Linked DNA regions of Rattus norvegicus: region 1 is linked to region 2. Evidence: chromatin contacts called from public Hi-C data. All regions are on one chromosome and are shown on one strand. Each heading gives the region's core, a stretch centred on a gene start, on an enhancer-like site or on the middle of the called end of the contact. The rest is flanking DNA. Distances are from core to core; before and after follow the strand shown. Region 1 overlaps Myo1e (myosin IE). Region 2 holds the start of Myo1e (myosin IE).

Evidence for each region. A called contact is a pair of places that touch in the nucleus more often than the background predicts.
Region 1: a contact with region 2 is called in a Hi-C map of psoas muscle, with 2.0 times the contacts expected there. The contact joins the enhancer-like site here to the promoter of Myo1e in region 2. A contact is called at or near these places in 6 of 12 Hi-C or Micro-C datasets (the A7r5 cell line, Schwann cells, kidney and 3 more).

What each region holds. Positions count from the first base shown.
Region 1 is chr8:79,821,539-79,826,782 of GRCr8, forward strand. The region is part of intron 1 of Myo1e (myosin IE); the gene reads left to right. It also overlaps the pseudogene Rpl37a-ps11. Among named protein-coding and RNA genes, the nearest start is that of Myo1e, 55 kb to the left of the region's middle. Within about 2 kb of position 3,838, at least 31 of the 93 cell types and tissues checked have an H3K27ac peak or open chromatin away from gene starts, as enhancers often do.
Region 2 is chr8:79,765,939-79,771,400 of GRCr8, forward strand. Myo1e (myosin IE) reads left to right here and starts at 2,890. Exons shown (of 28, transcript NM_173101.2): 1 at 2,890-3,179. The coding sequence starts at 3,177. It also overlaps the pseudogene Rpl37a-ps11.

The sequences.
Region 1 (5,244 bases), core at 2,588-5,087, 57 kb after region 2:
GATGCTAGGAACCAAACTCAGTCCTTTGGGAAGAGCAGCAAGTGCCCCCTGGGAATTTCTTTTAAGATTAAAATGTGGGAAGACTGCTGGCTGGAAGGGGGTGCTCAGGTGCCTCCCTCAGCCGAGCAGCTCCTGGTCGCCAGCCTTCCTTCAACTCCCCTTTCCAGCATTTGGGCCACTTCCAGATTTCAAAGTATGACAGCATGGGGACTTCAGAGCCACTTCCTCCTGTGACTAAACCCGAGAGTGTGGGAGCACGCTGGGGAAGTAGGGAGAGTGGATAGGTGCTGGAGAAGTTGGTGATGAGTGTGGATGGTTCAGAGTTTGTGCTAGGGTCCTTGTTGGATTAGGCATCTGTGGCCTTCAGTGAACACCAAGCAGCCAGTGTCTAGGGAACAGGAAACCCCTCTCCACCCAGAGCCTTTGTCCAGGGACTGGTTAAGCCGGACACACCGGTTGATTTGCCTAGAAGGGATTCAGGAAGACCCGAGAGAGGCCGGGATATTTAACACTGGCCGCTTTTCCCGAAGATGCCTTACCAAGTGGCTAATTGGTCTCTAGAAAACTGCTGTTTTAGTGCTCAATATGAAGATCTTACATTACATTAGAGCGTTCCAGGTTCCAAGCAGGATATTTAAAACCCCTTGTGGGTCAAAGGAAGATGTTAGAGCTCACATCAAATGTCCCCATTTTGCAGCCGGGCATTGAAGTTTTGGAATAAAACTGTTAAGAGTAAGAAAAAAAAATTTGTTAGAGAAGCTTTAGTCAGCTTAATTTAAATGGAATGAATGAAGAAAAACACAGAAATTAGGGAGAGCACTCTCAAAACAGGGCCATCAGATTAGGGTTTACTTGCTTGGGAAGATCAGTGAAGTGTGTGTGTGTGTGTGTGTGTGTGTGTGTGTGTGTGTGTGTGTGTGTGTGTGTGTGTTGACTAGCAGCTCCTCAGCTTACCTGGCAACCCCGGGTAATATTTCACAGCTTGGTGTGAATTACGTCTGTATTCTCTTTCCTGATTAAGTCACCAGCTCCTTCTGGTGTTTTTATATTGTGAAAGAATTGAATCTCGTGTTAACAAACCACAATGGGACTGTAAATGCGGATTTAAGTAATTAATTTGTGCACCTCTGTGTCTTTTTTTAAAAAAAAAAAACAAACCTTATATCCCCAGGGCCTATTACAGTATCCAGAACAAGTTGATGCCTGGATTAAAGGACTGGGTTAGTGAATGGGTAAGAAAACCAGGCTGTGGTTAATGGGGAAAATTGAAAGAGTCATTAAAGAATGCTGTCATTAAAGAATGTTGCCTTGCCATTGCTGTTTGTGTTCATGAGTCCTGAGGAATTTGGGGGTAGCATTTCCCTGTGGGAACATGAATGGCTGGAGTACACACCTGGAGGGACAACTCCGTAGTCTGGCTTAGGGACAGGTGTTGGCCCCCTATTGCCTATTCTTCCACTTCTCCACTCTTGCCTTATTCACATCCCCTGATCCCTGCGTGACTTTAGACAATCCAATCCCAAAAGACTTCTTCCACGTCCACACTTTAAATAGGTACTTGTTGAAAGGCTTGGTAGCTGAGGCAGAGAGGAACAGGGTGGAGGAAGGGTGGACGATGTTGAATGACTAGCTGTCTACTCTCATGCATGGAATAGCTTTGCATATCGTCTGAGCCGATTTCCTCTGTCTTTGGACAGAGCTGTCTGGCATTAAGACATAGCCTGACTCATAGCTCTGGTTTTCAGCTTCTAAAGCGTCTTGTTCCTGCCCTGTGGAGGTGGAAGGCAGCCTTGATGATGAACAGCATCTCTGTCCAGCATCCTTCCCCTCCCTGGGATCCAGCAGTCTCTGAGGAAGTCAGCAGCCATGACTCTGGGAAGCCCAGTTAGATGTTACTTAGTCCTCCTTGTCTGCAAAATTCTGGGGCCAGGAAGAAAGCATCCCTCCAAAATGGGGACCAACTGGTTTTAAGTTTTAATCTTATCAAGAGCCAGTAGATGTTTAAAGTAGAGGAAATTTATGTAGTCTCTAAGTATCTCCCCACACATCACTTGTCAATGACAACAGAAAAAGTTCTAAATGAATCCTCAGGCAAACAGGCTTGGATATAAACAGGTCCAAAGAATGAGCACCATTAATACCCACTAATGTTACATGACACCCCGAGAAGGACACTCACTTGCTTGTCTAGAATTCTAGCCCAAATCACAAGAACCGAATCTAATTATGAACAAACATCAGACAAACCGAACAGGGAGGGAGGGAAACTCTCTAAAATAATTGGCCTGAATTCTTTAAAAAAATGTCAACAATCATAAAAGACAAAGGAAAGCTGTAACAAAGGAAAGGAGATGAAAGAGGTCTGACAACCAAATGTAACCCATTAATAATCCAGAGCTAGGGGCAGACACCATTCCAGTCCCTGGAGAGGCACAAAAGAAAGTGCATCCAAGTTTCTTCCTGACCTGCAGTTATGGGAAAACACCCTCTTTAGTAGATACACATTGTAGGTAATGAACAAGAGTCATTATGTGCCTATCTTATATTTTGGGGCTGGGAGCTTAGCCTTTAACAGCTAAGCCATCTCTCTGGCCCCTGTCTTTTTTTTTTTTTTTTTTTCTTTTTTTTTGGAGCTGGGGACCGAACCCAGGGCCTTGCAGTTGCTAGGCAAGCGCTCTACCTCTGAGCCAAATCCCCAACCCTCCTGTCTTCTTCTTAAATGCTCCCGGAGGAACCCTGGTGGAGGGTGGACAACCACAGTGGGAAGGAGAAAGCAAGTGTTGCAAATGGATGGAGGGTAAGGAGTCTTTATATATTTTTGTAGCTTTTTATAGCTAGAAATTGTATCGAAATAAAAGGTTACAAAACCCCGATTACCTTCCTTATCCTGCCTATAAAAACCAACAAGGGAGAAAAAGGAGGGAAGGAGGGAGGACTGGCTAGTTACTTCACCAGCAACCGGAGAGAGCAACCATTCCCTTTTTGTCCTACACCCCTTCTCCCAAGTCCAGGCAACCCGGCTGGTGGTTGCTGACCCATTTGGAGGGCAGTTGGGTCCAGGGAAAGAAGTTCATGGTGCCAGAGACTGGCTCAACTCTGTCCCACAGAGCCAAGAATTCTCTCCGTGGCAGTTATGGTGGCCACACATTGAGGCCAGTAGGAAAACAGTCCATTTGCCATGTTGAACACTGTGATGAGTGAACGGTGAAGAATGTCCCCCAGTGAAGGGAACGGCCTGGGAACCCTGCATTCGGTTCTAAATATCCTTGTGAGGCCCGGTGTGGAAAACAGGAAACAGCAGTTAAAACGGGAAATCGCTTTGGGCTGAATTACTGTAATCCCTCATTTTACTTAGAAGCTGGCATGGACCCTTCATCCACAGCGGGATGCCTCTGGCCTCTCTGTGCCTTGATAATTTTGCCCTTTCACTAGGGTGGAGCATTACCAAGCCCAGAGGCATTTAGGCTGGAATTGCTACCTTTAAGTGTGCTTAGAAATTGGGATCTTACAGGGCTGTTTGTTTTCTCCCAGGCTCTGGGATGAAAAACAGCCTTAGCAGCTCTGCTAGCTTGGGTCCCCTCCTCCTGCCCTCTCTTGTTTTCTGGTAGCAAGGTTGAGCACACACAGAGACTTACAGCCCAGCCTAATAATAACCCCACAGTCAGCAACATGGTTATTATCAGGCTAGGCAGCTAAACAGAGGTACACCCCCCAAACCAGTGATAACACCATGCGGGGTGGCTTGGTGGGCTGCTTGCTGAGTGAGACTCTGAGTGAGAAAGCTTGAGCCGTTCTTGCCTTTGGAAGGAGGGTGGCTTTTCTGTGTGACCTGGACTGCACCCTCTGATGGAGATTCCATCTCGGCCGCCTGCTTCCTGTCTCCTGTGCCAAGCACTCAGCCATGCCTTCCTGGCCCTCCTTGACGGCTTCTATTATTCCTATTTAACCCCGGCTCTGATCTCTTTTGCACAAATCCCATCTTCTAGCCTAGCTGTTCTGTTTAGGGGGTTCTCAGAAGTCCAAGCAAATGCAAGTGAAACAATTATTCGTTTCTTTTCTGAGCCTCCCTCTCTTTCTTCCTTTCTCAGCAGTATCTGTTTCTGCCTTTCTCCCTCTTCGGTGATTAGACTTATTTGGGATCTTAAACTCAGATCTGATCACCCAGCAACCCACTGGGATGATTCAACCTTAGTGATTCTTTTCTCAATCATGAATTCATTGGACACACATTTACAAAGCTGTTTATGTGCTTGGGTCTTTGTTAGACTAAGGCAGGCACAGGGTTGAGGCAAAATAAGCCTGGAATGGCTTCCGATGGTAGAGAGAAGAAGTAGAAATAAACTGACTATGATGTGGGAATAGAAAGGAGATTCCTTGGAATCTGTGGCTGGTGAAGAGGCAGTGTGTGCCTTAGGTCCTCACAGACTAGATTGACACAGAACATTCACTCTGGGTAGCAGCATTAGGACCAGAGGCAGACTTTCCTGAGACTATCAACTATGCTAGTGGCAAGAAACCAGGGCGAGAGAGCTGGGCTTTGCATGTGAATTTCACTGCCTAATCATGAAGAGCATCTTTCCCCAGAGGCAGGAGAAACCCAGTGTGTGTGAAAGGGCCCAAACACCACTGTATTGGGGTAGGCAAGACAGGACAAAGGGACCTGAGAAAGTCCACCTGCCTCCCTGAATTTGGAAAGTGGAGTGGAGCGGCAAACCAGACTAGCATCCCCTGGATAGGTGTGCTTTTTTAGTCAAAGGAATTAATTTCCAAGTTCAGCTAGCAAGTGTCTCAGTAGGATAGTTAGGCAGTAAGCAGTGCCACTCTGTCCTTGTGCTTCCCATATTTGGAACAAGAGGCAGGGAGATTCCAGGGAGGGGACAGTTTAATGGGCACTTGGGTGCAGATTCATTCCATTCAGATAGGGAGAAGCACCTGCATTTGGTGCTGCAGATCCAAACATCTAAGTGACTCCCAAGAGGCGTGGTCATTCTACAGAATCCATACCACCTCAAATACCATTGTAGCCGTCAGTTTGACATAATCGGGGGTAATTGATAAAAAACGAGTACGTAATTAGCAGATGCATGATTGGCTCTGTAGACAGGTCTTCTGCTAAATCAGATGCAAATGTGGCTCCTCCTGCTTTCGACCCCCCCCCACTTTCTCCTCTTCCTCTTCCTTCAGCCACTCCTGCTCCTGCCCCTCCCCCTCCCCCTCCTCCTTCTGCTCCTTTTTCTATCTATT
Region 2 (5,462 bases), core at 1,640-4,139:
CACCAACTGACCTACATTCTTTAAGCCCTAAACTTTGTTTTTTAAATTCAGATCTATGAGTCTGAGGCCAGCCTGATCTGTGAGCAAGTTCCAGGGCAGCCAGAGCTACATAGAGAAACCCTGTCTCAAAAAATAGAACCAAACTAAAACCCTCAAGTAATAATAAAATTGGCTATTAGTTTTAAAGCAGTCTTCAATATATCCCACATAACCAGTAAGTTAGACTGCAGTATCAATATAGGACAACTTGGAGGTTTAAGATTAGCCTGGGTTATTTAAAGAGATCTTGTTGGAGGGAGGGAGGGAGGGAGAGAGAGAGAGAGAGAGAGAGAGAGAGAGAGAGAGAGAGAGAGACAGAGAGAGAGACAGAGAGAGAGGAGAGACAGAGACATAGAGGCTAGCCATGGATAGGTGGCTTAGGTATGTGTCATTATTTTGGGCCCAAAACCTAATGTTCCTTGTGTTGCCTGTAAGCTCAGCTTTCCTCTTTGGGGATCTCTGTTCCTGAGTTCTTAAAATGCCTTATACATCTTTGAAGGTGGCACGCCTCAGTGACATAAAGAGCCACGTCTGGGCACAAGGTCACGCCTGCTGTGTCAAAGGTTTGGCTGTCATCTATCTCTCTCTCTCTCTCTCTCTCTCTCTCTCTCTCTCTCTCTCTCTCTCTTCTGATTATATTTTTTTGTTTTCGTCTTAATGGGGTCTCACTCTTATCCGGGCTGGCTAGACCTCCTGGACTGAAGCAATCCTCCTGCCTCAGCCTCCAGAATTACAAATAGACAAAGGAATGTGAGCAACCATTTCTGGGAGTCAAATCGCAGGCCCCTGCAAGAACAACCAGCGGTCTTAACCACTGAGCCACCCCTCCAGGCCTCTGTCTTTATTGTTTTTGAGATTAGGGTTTTTTATTGACCTAGAAATCAAGGAGTAGGCTGAGCTGCCTGGCCAGTGAACCCTAAGTTTTTCTGCCTATATCTGTCCCCCCAACATCCCATGACACCTCAGTTGTTTTTTCCACATTGGTTTTAGGGATCTAACTCGGGTCCTCACACTGGCAAAGCAGGTAGGTCCTCCAGGTCCAGGTGAGTCACCCTCAGCCTAGCGCCTGGAAGTGAGTATTCTCCCAGCAGACTTCAGATGCAGATGTAGAACTGTCAGCTCCTCCTGCACCATGCCTGCCTGGATGCTGCCATGCTCCCACCTTAGGACTGAACCTCTGAACCTGTAAGCCAGCCCCAGTTAATGTTGTTCTTTATAAGACTTGGTTTGGTCATGGTGTCTGCTCACAGCAGTAAAACCCTAACTAAGATATTGCCCAAACGGGAAATGGTTACAAAAATTCAAACATGACTTCCTTTCAAATTGTTGTGAGATGGCTCTGTGATTAAAGGCACTCGCTGCCAAACCTAACCGCCTGAGTTCAACCCCTGGGACCAACATGGTGGAGGGAAAACAAGCTCCCACAAGTTGTCCTCCGAAGTGCACATATGCTCCCCCCCCTTTTAAAAAAAATTGATGTAATTCACATACCATAAGATTCTTACTTGGAAACTTACAATTCAGTGGTTTGGGGTCTAGTCAGTTTTACCACCACCATCAGTACCTAGGGGATATCCTTGGACCACCCCCCAAGACAAAGCCCCTTTGTTCCATCCGCTGTCAGGCCACACTCCACACCCCCAAGCAGCCAAGATCTACTACTCCCTCTAAGCAGTGTTCCCTACCCACCGCTAGAACACATGGAATGGCACCTGGTGAACTTGAACCTTGACCTCTTTCACATAATAGTTTTCCTGGGTCCTTCCATCTCTGTTGCAGGGTGTATCAGCATTCACTCCTTTTCCTGGTTTGGCCATAGTCCTCGGTAGGTGTGCACCACATTAAAACAAAGTGCAAAACTCTAACTAGCCAAGATTTTTTTTTTTTATTTTATTTTACTATAGATTCACGTGAAGGGGGACGACCGAATCTCAAGATATTCTGTGCTCTGGAACTTTTCTTACTGAACTTTTCTTCCTCAGACACTGGGAGCGCAGCCCCGTGGTGGCCCTGCGAGTTTGCTTCCCTTCACTAGGAGTCAGACTCCCTCATCGTGTTTAGGAATCTGTGTTCCCCTCCCTCCTAGGCTACCTGGTTTCCTGAAACCGGACACCGCAGAGGACCAAGCTCTCTCTCTCTCTCTCTCTCTCTCTCTCTCTCTCTCTCTCTCTCCCTCCCTCCCTCCCTCCCTCCCCCCTCCCTCTCAATCTCCTCCGTTCCCAAGGAAATGAATTCAGGTATAAAGGACCGGTGGAGGAAATGTTTTCGACTTTCTTCACAATCCAGAGAGAGAGAGAGAGAGAGAGAGAGAGAGAGAGAGAGAGAGAGAAAGAAAGAAAGAAGGAAAGAAAGAAAGGAAGGAAGGAAGGAAGGAAGGAAGGATTTCCTTTGGGCTGCGACTTTGTGATCTTTTATAAATACTTTTTGAAATACTTATTTTAAAAAAGAAGAATCTAGGAAAATCATGCGACTTGTGCGTAGGAGCTAAATCGATGCTAAGTTTCTCCTTAATGAGAAGAGACACGAGAGCGGTTTCCCACTCACCCCAAGTGTTTTCATCCTTTCGGTTTGGGGGTGGCTCCTTGGGGACCGATGGGACAGCAGCGTGCTCTGCAGGGTAGCGAGGCCGCAGGACTACAAGATCCAGAGGCCTTTGGAAACTCTTGTAGTTTCACGCTTGTTGGCTACCTCGGCTTCTCTGAGGAGTGACGCTGCGAAAACAAACTCTGATTGGTCAGGCCTGTGCTGAATTCTCCATTTATGGACAGATTGCCCGGCCCGAGCCCAGCCTGAGCCAGAGAAGAGTTTGGATTAAGTGTTAAGGGAAAGGAGGTCCAGGCAAGGCAGCTGGACAGGCAGTCCTGCAGAGCGCATCAGGGTGCATCTCTAGACAGTTGGGGATCGCCAGGTCGGAGTGTGCACCGGGTCTGCTAAGTTTTGCCTTCACCCAGAGTCTTGGATCCCGCCTGGATGGAGTCCCTTCTGGGTTTCCATTGGCTCCTGTGAGTGCTTGGGTGTCTGGAGATTGTTTTTTGGCGAAGGGGAACAACTTTTGAAGTTCGCCCAGGAGACCGCGTTCCAACCCTAGTGCCTAGGCAGCCGGACCCGGCGGGGGCGCGACCGCGGCGGGAGTCACCATGGTGAGTTGGCTGCGCCGCGTCCCAGGACGCCTGACCCTGGGAGAGGGCAGGAAGCTCCAGAGCGGGCACCTACCTTGGGCAAGCTGCCCAGGCCAGGGGGTGGAGAAGGTGGACGCGGGAGTATGCACTTCTGGAGCTCTGATTTCCTGCCGTTTGCAGTTAAACCGGTCTTAGCCGGGAAGAGGGACCAAGGGTGGCAAGGAAAACTCTCTGAAGTGACTTTCTGCGCCGGCAAAGTTTTGGTGGCAGTGTTGTTGTGGCTGCCAGCTGTCTGAAGCCAGAGAGTGTGTATGTCCGTTTTCACCCGCATAGTCGTGGGACTGGAGACTCTGTTCTCCTCCAGCGAAGGTGAGGGGCACGCCTGTGTCCCTCGGGTCCTCTCCCCTGGGCAGGCACCGGCGTGAGCTCCCTGGCAGGCTGATCCCGCAGCTGCCCTCCTGGCATCGGGGAGGACCCGGGCAGCCCCGCCTGCGCTGGTGATGGGCCGAGCGCTGCACAAAGGCAGGCAGGGGCTCCAGGTACCGCGGAGCACCTGGCGGTGGCCCGGGCTGCGGGGACCCTGTGACGACAGCGCGCAGGGGCAGTCACGCTGGCGGGGAGCCCAGGCCCGTAGGGTCCCTGTGTGGGGTAAACACCTCCTGCGGAGGGCTCCACCCGGTCCCCAGCTCGAGAGGACCGCCACCCTGGTCTACATGCCACAACTCTCCGAGAACGTTCCCGGTTTTGTTCCTTTCCGCTTGGCACTTGGGGGAGTGTATGGCATGGACTGCCTCTCTCTAACTCATTTGAGACTTTTGCCACTACCCAGAGGAGTCCCCAGCCTAACTACCCTCCTCTCACAGTTCCAATAACCTTAGCCACATCCCCTGGACTTTGCCGTGGTGTGGCTTTCCTACCAAAGGACGAAAACAAAGATTGAATTTTGAAGAGATAGCCAGTCCACCCGGACCAAAAGAAAAGAAAAACTTTTTAAAAACTTAAAAAAAAAAGTTTTAAAAATTCTAGAAGGCTTCAAAGTTTCCACACTTGCTTCTTGGTGGAGGAACTTGTCCTCTTGACTTTCTCGTTGTTTACTGGCGGTGAGGGGGAAGCTTACTAAAAAAGATGCCTAGCATAGCGCTGGCTTGAGAAATCCCCAGATCCCCAGCGCCAAGCATCCACCCCGCAGGCCGGGTTGAACCCACATTGAGCTTACAAACAGTCCTTACCCTCGCGCTGTTTATTCAAAAGAATGATTTTAAAACAAACGAAACCTTTAAAAGGCATCCTGGCCCCAAGCTTTTACTTTCCTCATAGTTCAAAATTATCTCACCTTTGCCCCCGAGAGCAAATACTTCATTTATAAATAAGCTTCCTCCGCCAGTTTCGAGGTTTCAGAAGTCAGTCCACTCTCAGAGCATGCCCTGAGCTGCATTGGGTGGAGTTTCTCCGGTCTCTGACCGCTTGAATCTGAACCGTGTGAGTCCTGGTGCCTAAGAATTGCTTTCCATGGTTCAATATTTCCTTAAAAAAAAAAATCAATGTGTTTATGGTCAAGGACTTAAAGAATTTTACTATCTTTAACTGCTTAAGTGATACCTTGAGAAAAATCCTTTGTAAACTCACTTTTTTGGCTGTGTAGATCCAAAATTGGCCTGTGGTGTTTTTTCCAGAGACGTGGGAAAACACGCTCAATTTAGCTCCTTGCTTTTGGGGTAGCTGAGTTGGTCCATCAGAGGTGGAGGAGGTGTGTCTTATGAGTCCCTTTCTCAGTTGATTTATCAGGGTAGACAGGGTGTAGTCACCTCCTCCTGGGTTCCCTGCCAACAGCACAGATGGGCATGTTGTGGGCCACTAGGAGGCTATCTGGGAATCAGATATGGTTGCCTGGGCCACAATTTACTGCCCAGAAAAGTTGAAACAGCTGGCCATCCTGAAATAGATGCACAGTGGACAGAAAGAACTCTGGTATCTAGAGTCATTTGGACAAAATTAAAGGAAAATTGTTTCTGCCATGACTTGTAAGTTTGAGTGTGCTTATCAGCTGTGTGAAGTCGCCTTTGAACAGGTACCCACATCTCAGGTAGTCCCGTGAGAATGCTCAGTGTTTCTGTAAGAAGTCTCTTGAGCTGAATGGAACTTCTGTGTTATGCATCTGTCTGGGCCTGCCCAGTTGAATCCCTCAGCTGTTTAAGGACAGGAAGGGATGGGCCACTACCCTCGGTAGGTGTGGCCAAGAATTAGCACAGAGCACTGGCCCTTGGCCAGGCCTGAGGAAGAACCCTGCACTGTGAACTCCCTGCG